Linked DNA regions of Sus scrofa: all the other regions are linked to region 2. The links are chromatin contacts, called in public Hi-C maps. All regions are on one chromosome and are shown on one strand. Each heading gives the region's core, a stretch centred on a gene start, on an enhancer-like site or on the middle of the called end of the contact. The rest is flanking DNA. Distances are from core to core; before and after follow the strand shown. Region 1 holds the start of NUCB1 (nucleobindin 1). Region 2 holds the start of HSD17B14 (17-beta-hydroxysteroid dehydrogenase 14). Region 3 has its middle 18 kb from the start of FGF21.

The links. A called contact is a pair of places that touch in the nucleus more often than the background predicts.
Region 1: a Hi-C map of liver shows a contact between it and region 2, with 1.6 times the contacts expected there. The contact joins the promoter of NUCB1 here to the promoter of HSD17B14 in region 2. A contact is called at or near these places in 15 of 47 Hi-C or Micro-C datasets (blood, embryonic fibroblasts, epiblast stem cells and 7 more) and 2 of 2 datasets of contacts at active chromatin or transcription factors (alveolar macrophages and skeletal muscle).
Region 3: a contact with region 2 is called in a Hi-C map of liver, with 1.9 times the contacts expected there. The contact joins the enhancer-like site here to the promoter of HSD17B14 in region 2. A contact is called at or near these places in 6 of 47 Hi-C or Micro-C datasets (embryonic fibroblasts, fetal heart ventricle, fetal liver and 2 more) and 1 of 2 datasets of contacts at active chromatin or transcription factors (alveolar macrophages).

Annotation. Positions count from the first base shown.
Region 1 is chr6:54,185,891-54,188,590 of Sscrofa11.1, forward strand. NUCB1 (nucleobindin 1) reads left to right here and starts at 1,264. Exons shown (of 13, transcript NM_001244488.1): 1 at 1,264-1,402; 2 at 1,791-1,927. The coding sequence starts at 1,802.
Region 2 is chr6:54,142,776-54,145,475 of Sscrofa11.1, forward strand. It overlaps HSD17B14 (17-beta-hydroxysteroid dehydrogenase 14), which reads right to left and starts at 1,368. Exons shown (of 10, transcript XM_021094705.1): 1 at 1,196-1,368; 2 at 670-835; 3 at 108-146. The coding sequence starts at 757. PLEKHA4 (pleckstrin homology domain-containing family A member 4) reads right to left here. Exons shown (of 21, transcript XM_013998606.2): 18 at 2,553-2,571; 19 at 2,514-2,550; 20 at 2,008-2,120; 21 at 1,241-1,698. The coding sequence ends at 1,436.
Region 3 is chr6:54,099,503-54,102,202 of Sscrofa11.1, forward strand. No RefSeq gene overlaps it. Among named protein-coding and RNA genes, the nearest start is that of FGF21, 18 kb to the left of the region's middle. Within about 2 kb of position 1,434, at least 14 of the 83 cell types and tissues checked have an H3K27ac peak or open chromatin away from gene starts, as enhancers often do. A contact at or near this core is called in fetal liver and liver, where this site is marked.

The DNA of each region.
Region 1 (2,700 bases), core at 14-2,513, 43 kb after region 2:
AGAATCCAGGACTCAGACATCCCAGGCCCCTCCTGTCTCTGGGCTCCAAGCCCCCCCACTTCCTCTCTCAGACCCAGGAGGCTTCATCTGTAGCTCCCTCCCTTTAGGTAGGACCCAGAAGTCCAGGCCCCTAGCTCCTTCCTGCAAGGCTGGTGAAGAGCTGAGTGGGTGTGGGCATGCTCAAACTCTGAGTTCCCTCTTGCACCCCCATCTCCACCCCTGTCCATTCCATTTTCCCACTTACTTTCTCTTCCATGTACTATTCTCCTGAGACATTCTGGAGAAGCAAAACAAGCAGTCAGACCCAACATCCCAACTCTGTCTTCCAACACCTGATCTTAAATTTTAAATTTTCTCCTGGACCCAGGTAGCCACAAGTCCAGCACCAACATTTGTTAGGGACCCGGCAGCCTGATTCCAGCTGTCATCACTATCAGCAACCCAGGATTCCAGTTTTCTCTTCCCCAAATAACTATCTCCTATACCCGGGCATGGGAACTCAGGACTCTTTGGCTCGAAACACCCCACCCCCAGTGACCCCAGACCCCCTGCACCCACCTGCCTGGGATCCTGGAGACTCCCTCTGTTCCTCTCCTGCCTGGTGAGGCTTTTCACTTTTGCACTTCAGCGTCTTGCCCCTCAGGCAAATTTCTGAACATACCTGACCCTGTCTTTGGGAGCCGGGGAGCTAATGGAGCTAATCTCTGGGTCTCTAGGAAGTAAGCAGGGGAAAAAAGAGGGCTCAGGAGGTGGGAGGGGGATTCCCACTGAGACCTGCCCTAATCCCTTCCCTCCTGGCTCCCCACCCTCCACTTCTAACAAAGCAATGACTCTGGGTCTTTGCTGCAACTAGGCAACCCTGCGCCAGGGGTTCTGAATTGGAAACGCATGCAGGTGTTCCTTAAAGGGACCTGACAGAGGTTGTGTCGCAGACTCGCTCTACGCGCCTCTCTTAGAAAAGAAACGTACAACGTGACCTCTGCCAGTTACTACCTATCTGTAATTTACAGCCAATTCTCGGGGAGAAAATAAATGAGAAAACTACAACTCCCATGAGGCAGAGGGGCCAAAATGTCCGCCAAAGTGGACTCCTTTTCGTCCCGCCCGCAGGGCGTTGTAGTTCTCTTTGAAAATCTCCGTTCTTTGGCCTAAAAAGCAGGAAATGTGACGTCAAGAGGTAGGGCTTCCGAGCCAGAAGCCTAGGCTTTCGAGAAAAGGCCAGCGACTTCCACAGGGGCGGGGCCGCTAGACAGCTGCCCCCGGGAACCTGGCGCCAGCGTGGACCAATCAGGCTGCTGAGGGCGGGTCCTCTGCGGGAAAGTGGGCACGGCCTAGGGGGGAAATCACCAAGAACGCACCGGAGGTCCTGGCTCGGGAAAACGCCCTCTGCAGCGAAGGAGAGGTGAGGGGCTTGAAGGATCCTAGACGCTTTCTTGGGTCTTGGGGACAAGGGAGGCGGGGGACCAGAGTTTCGGAGGAAGACGGGCTGGGCACCAGTGCCTCTAGATCCTGGGAAGAGAGGAGGCTGGGGGCCTGGACCTTTGGGTCTGGGGAAAGGGGATTGAGATCCCAAACTCCTGAGTCTCAGCGAAGAGGATGCCGGAAGCCAGGACGCCTGGGTCTGAGGAGGGGAAGGCTGGGACCTCGGAATCCTGGGTCCGAGGAAAGGAGAAGCTTTGAGTCTTGACTCTTGGAAGGAAGGCAGGGAGCGGCGCTGGGGGTCCAGACTCCCGGGTCTAGGGGAGGAGGAGGCTTGGGACAGACATTTTCCACCTCTCCGTTCCCCGCAGACCACGCAGCCATGCCACCCTATGGGACCCTTACAGCCCTCCTACTCCTGCCACCTCTGCTGCTGCTGCACGCTGTTCTGGCCGTGCCCCTGGACCGGGGGGCGTCCAAGGAGGAGAATCCCGCGACCGAGAGCCCCGTGAGTGGCCCTGCCCTGCTTGCCAGCCAGGTGTTTGCAGTGGTACTACAATTCTCGCTCCCCCACCGTGGCCTCTGGGTGGCTACGGATGCGGCTTGGAGTTTCCCAGCCACTCTTTGCAGTCCCAGGGCTTTGACGTGGTGAAAAACATGGGGGCGGTTGTGTGTGTGTCTGTGTGAGATGCCTAAGTCCCTGACTTAGAAAATCAGTTTAGATTTTAGGTGAAAAATCTGCATCACCCTTAGTAAAAAAAACCTCTCCGCTCTTTTAAGACGCCCTCCCCTCAAGAAGGAATGGGGAGGGGGGAGAACTACATTTCCCAATAGCACCTTGAGCAGGTGGTGTTAGCTAACTGGCCTCATGGTACTCATGGGAGTTGTAGTTTAAATTATGATGGGCATGTACACTGCTCATTTATTCCAACGTGTGTTTATTAAACAGTGTGAAACCTTTGGTCTTAGGGAATTTGGAACTTTAAAGATCCTCAAGGCCAGTACCCTCACTTGTGACTCCTATAGCTGCCACTAGGAATGGGCACATCACTATCTCTGGAACAGATCGTGCCATGCTCTTGGGTGGCAGGTCCCCACCCAACTAGTGAGACCTTTGCTCTGTGAAATCGTTGCAGACACAGACGGGAAGCTGGTATCCTCTCTCCCTTCATTCTTTCCACACATTTCTTGAGCACCTTCTCTGAGCCAGGCACAGTGCCCCATGCCCTCACAGACCACCCTAGCTCGCTGGGAAGGCAAATAGCTGGGCCCTCTGAGAAT
Region 2 (2,700 bases), core at 118-2,617:
GGCTGGGGCTGGATCCTGGGTCTGAGGGAGGAGGGTGCTGGGGCCTGTATTCTTCTTGAATCTAAGGGAGGAGGCAGTGGGCTGAGGACTGGGGGACCCTCACTCACCGTCTTTGTCACAGATCACCACCTGGGCGCCACTTTCCACTGCGAATAGACAGGGAATAGGTTAGCCCTGCAGAGACCTTGGTGAAGATCTCTGCTGCCCTCTGTGGCCACCCGGAACAGGGCCGTTCCCCCCCCACCACCGCCCCAGCTCTGTTCCCCTCGTGACCCCAAAGTCTCATGATGATCCCGTAGGGCAAAAGGCAGAAGCCTAGCCTTCTCCTTGGCTATTCCAGGTGACTTCTGGGGCTCCTGAGTCTCCATCCCTGGGTTCTAGAGTAAACCCTAAACCTCCAAAAGACATATTCCTTCAACCACCACCCCCGGCCCCCCATTCTGTAGCAATAGCTGAGACCCAGAGAAAGGGAGTCAATGGCATTTGAAAATCCGCCGCAATCTCAGGCCCCAGGCCACCTCTGCCTTCCCTTCGTTAACTTTGCAAATTGGATTTTACGAGACAAGAATCTAGATTCCAGTACAGAAGATACTTCGTCCCACACCCATTAGCCCCCGGGTCCCTCCGCTCCCAGACTCCACTGTTCAGAGCCGACCAGACCCCACTCACCGAAGGCTCGGACGATCCCAGCTCCGATGCCGCGCCCGCCCCCCGTCACGATTACCACCTTCCCGGCATAGCGCGTTCCCGTTGCCATCCCGCGTCAGAAGGTCTCCTTCGGCCACTCACTCACACTCACTCGAGGCTTCTATCCCCCTCTGAAGTCCGGTGAGGTCTTGGGGTCGAACCATAAATAGGGGCTGGATCCTGAAGCCCGGCCCCGGGGGCGTTGCCAGGAAAGCCAGAAGCCTGGAACTTGGCCCCAGCCCCCTCCTCCCTCAGACCCAGGAGGCCGGTCCCCCAACCCTCAAACTCGGGATTCCTGGAGTCCGGCCCCCTCTGCCGGACCTTGGACTCCAAAGTCCAGGTCCCGGGTCCTCTCTTCCTTCAGACCCAGGAATCCAGGTCGCCGGCCCCCTCCTCCCTCAGACTCAGTAATCCAGACCTCGAGCTCCCCCCGTTCCTCTGACACACAAAGCTGAGTCCGCTGTCCCCTCCTCCCGCGGGACCCAGGAGTTCACCACTCCAGCTCTACCTCTTCGAGACACCGGTGTCACAACTCCAAACAGACAGAAAGTTATCGACTAAGAGTTCAATGTTTTAATCCAAATTTGGACAAGTATTGGGAAAATCAAACTTTGGCCAAAGTAGCCACTCCTCGGCCACCGGGAGGGGACCAGATCACGCCCTCAGGTGAGGGAAGAGGCTCCATCTGTCCCGGAAGTACCTCCGGGACACGCCCTCCAGCTCTGATTGGCTGCCCTGCTTGGGCGGGTCAGAAGCTGGACTGTAGCAGCGTGACTCTCAGAGGCCACGCCTCCTCGTCTGGGGTTAGCGCGGGAGGGGCGGTCCCGGAATCCCAGGTCGGCTCCCAAGAGGCCGGGCCTGCGTCGCGCCCAGTCCCTCGGTGGGAGAACCCCGTGGAGTGGGAACTGGCCACTGGAGGAGATCTTGGGGGCGAGGACACGCAGGGCGTGGGATCTGACGGAGGTGGCGACGCAGGGGGAAGAGGGTCTCCTCGAGAGTCCAAACTGCCACCTGGAGAGGACGGACGGAGAACGAGAATGGCAAACTTTGGGACCCAGAAGTCCCGACACCCAGGACTTTCCTCTCAAACCTAGGAGTCCAGGCTCCCCGTCCTCTCCTCCCCAGACACGGCAGTCCTGGGATCCAGTCCCCTCCTACTGGGGTCTGGAACCCCCAAGCCCTGTCCAGCTCTTTCTTTACCAAGGCAGAGGGTTTCTGGCGGTCGTCGGACCCCCCTCCCCACCAGGACCTAGGATTCCGGGCCTCCAGACTCCCTCTTCCCTAACACCCAGGAGCCCAAGGTCCCCAGCCCATTCTCACCTGTCATCATTCGGTGCCACTGTGACGCCTCAGCAGCCAAGGCTTGAGAGAGGCTGAGAACTCGCTCCCGGTGACCCTCAGATGTTGGTAAATAAGGGGTCGTGTTCCTCGGACTAGAAAAAAGAAGATGCAGGGGTGGCCTTGAATAATTTGCCTGTAAGGTGAGGACCACGGTGCAGAGCGTGTCCTTCTGGGAGTTGTAGTCCCTAGCATATGGCTCTAAAGGATTTTGAACAGGGCGAGACCCTCTTTTTAAGTCTGCGTGCATTATGGGATCTGTAGTCCAATTGCCCGAAAACTTCCCGACAGAGGAGCAGAGTTTGACAGCAACGGTGGAACCGCTGTGAACTAGGGCTTTCTCATTCCCCAGGAATTCAAGCGTCTCTGAAATGTTCTGCCATCCATACCCTGGTACTCAAGAGTACTCAGGAGACATTAATACTTAATGCTACTCCTCACCCTTTTGTTGACTTTCTTGCTTCTAGTTTGGATCTCCAATTCCTTACCTGCTCCAGGACCCAGAGCTTCTGAGCCATTTCTGGCTCCTGAGTGTCCCAGGGCAGGCTGCAAAGGAATTGGAGCATTAGAATTCCTCCCCCAGGAAGCCCTCACGTCCTCATTTTGAGGATGAAGTGAAGGAGCTTAGCGAAGAGAGAAAATTGCCCCCCCCCAAACATGGCAAATGTCTTTTTT
Region 3 (2,700 bases), core at 184-2,683, 43 kb before region 2:
AAAAAAAAAAAAAAAAAAGTTATATATGCACACAGTAAAGTCACAAAGTGCTACGTGTTCTGTTTGAAATTCCGCATTTGTCCGTTTGGCAATTGATCCCTGCAATTAGTGAAAGCACTGAGGAAGATAAGCTCTGAGATATCAGTGATTTAGGCAACTGATAATTTTTTTTCTTGTTCATGTCAAGTCCAATCAGCAGAGCGGAAGAAGGGCAGGACGCCAGGCTAACGGCAGCTGTGCTGTCTCTTTTTTTTTTTTTAGGGCTGCATCTGGGCCATATGGAAGTTCCCAGGCTAGGGGTCGAATCAGAGCTGCAGCTGCTCTTACACCACAGCCACAGCAATGCAGGATCCAGGCCGTATCTGTGACCTACCCTGCAGCTCACAGCAACGCCAGACCTTTAACCCACTAAGAGAGGCCAGGGATCGACCCTGCATCCTCATGGATACTAGTTAGGTTCGTAAGCCACTGAGCCACAACAGGAACTCATTAAACAAAGGTAGCTTAATGCCCATTACCTGGAAGACAGGGTTCCCAGAAATGGGCCAGTATGTAAAATTTAAGCTTATAGGTAACATCCCTTTAGTGATTAACTTGTATCGAAAGCAATAGAAAGCCAAAGTTAAAGAAATGTATCCAGGAGTTCCCGTTGTGGCGCAGTGGTTAACGAATCCGACTAGGAACCATGAGGTTGCGGGTTCGGTCCCTGCCCTTGCTCAGTGGGTTAACGATCTGGTGTTGCCATGAGCTGTGGTGTAGGTTGCAGACGCGGCTCTGATCCCGCGTTTCTGTGGCTCTGGTGTAGGCCGGTGGCTGCAGCTCCAATTGGACCCCTAACCTGGGAACCTCCATATGCCGTGGGAGCAGCCCAAGAAATAGCAAAAAGACAAAAAAAAAAAAAAAAAAAAAAAAAGAAATGTATCCAGTATGGAATCATATTTGTTCTTCCCTCTTACCCTAGCTGCTATGCCTTGGGGACCCCCCAGCAGCCTAAGGAGACACCATCAGACAGAGAACAGAATCCCCCAGCCAACAGCCATGTGAGCGATCTTAGAACTGACTCCTGAAGCCCCACTGAGGCTTCAGAGGACTGCAGCCCTGCCTGAGAGCTTGATGGAAACCTCATGAGAGACCCTGAGTCAGAATCCCCCCAGCTAAAGCTGTTCTGAATTCCTGGCCTTCAGAAACTATGTGAGGTAATCAGTATTTGTTATTTTAAGCTGTGACACATTTTTTTGTGGGGGCGGATTCATTACACAGCAATAGATAACGAATACACTAGCATCCATATCCAATCAGCAGGTGGAGAAGGGAGAGATGGACCCAATGAGAGCTTTTTAGAAACCAGGCCTGGAAGTGGAGCAGAGCTTCCTTGCTTGTATTCCATTGGCCAGAACCAGTCACATGACCCAACCTCCATGCAAGGAAGGCTGGGAAATGTAGTCTCTCCACAGGCACTATGGCCGTGGACCACAAATTCATGGGGCTCAGCTTATCTCCATCACCAACATTCTTCTGCCTGGAGAATTCCTCTCCATCACGTCACAGTTCAAATGTTACCTCCTTGAGGAGAACTTTCTCAACCTATTAGCTCACACCACTCTTCAACCACAACTCTCTCTGCTAAAGACTCCCTAAATTGGGGTTAGACTTGTGTTTGCTGCTAACCTGTATCACATCTGATTCTCGATCCATCCCCACAACCCTGCTTCCCGGGGCATCAAAGGTACGCTTCAGTATTGCTTCTGGGATTCCTTTCCCCCAAGTTTCTGATCTCCACCCGGCAAACTGCGAAGCTGGAACTTTTGATGTCCACACACATGCAGGCAATGAAAACTCGTAAGTCCCTACGAATTATAAGAGGCATCCCTGATGCAGAAATGTTAAAACCTGTTCTTCAATCAATGAAGCCGGCTCTACCAGATATTCTGCCTGTTTGATTCATTTTGCCCTTTCACGGCCTCAAGCTAGCAGGTGGCAGCTTTAACTAGGCAAGTTAGGGCTGTCAATTAGAGAGTTATTATTTTGAAAGAGCAGGAAAAAGTTCAACCGGCGGGGGTGGGGGTTGAAATCCATGTGGCTTATCACCAGAACTGTCAACATTACTTTTGTCAATGAAAGAAAAGGGAAAGCTGTTCAGTTAATTTTTAAACTTTTTATCTTGACATATCACAGAAATACACCATACATAAATAAAACTGAAATGTATAGCATATTAGTTCCCTAAGGTTGCTGGACCAAATTACGATTCGTTAGGTGCCTTGAAATAACACACACAAAAAATATTCTCTCACAGTTCCGGAGGTTAGAAGTCCAATCGCTGAATCTCGGATTGAAATCAAGGTATGGGCAGGGCGATGCTCCCTCTGGAGGCTCTTCTGGGAAGAATCTGTTCCTTAGCCTCCTCCGGCTTTTAATGGTTACCAGCACTCCGTGGCTTGTGGCCACAGGACTCCAATTTTTTTTTTTTTTTTTTTGTCTTTTTGCCATTTCTTGGGCCGCTCCCACGGCATATGGAGGTTCCCAGGCTAGGGGTCTAATGGGAGCTGCAGCTGCCAGCCTACGCCACAGCCACAGCAATGCCGGGTCCTTAACTCACTGAGCGGGGCCAGAGATCGAACCCGCAACCTCATGGTTCCTAGTCGGATTCGTTAACCACTGCGCCACGACGGGAACTCCCATAGGGCTCCAATTTTAAGA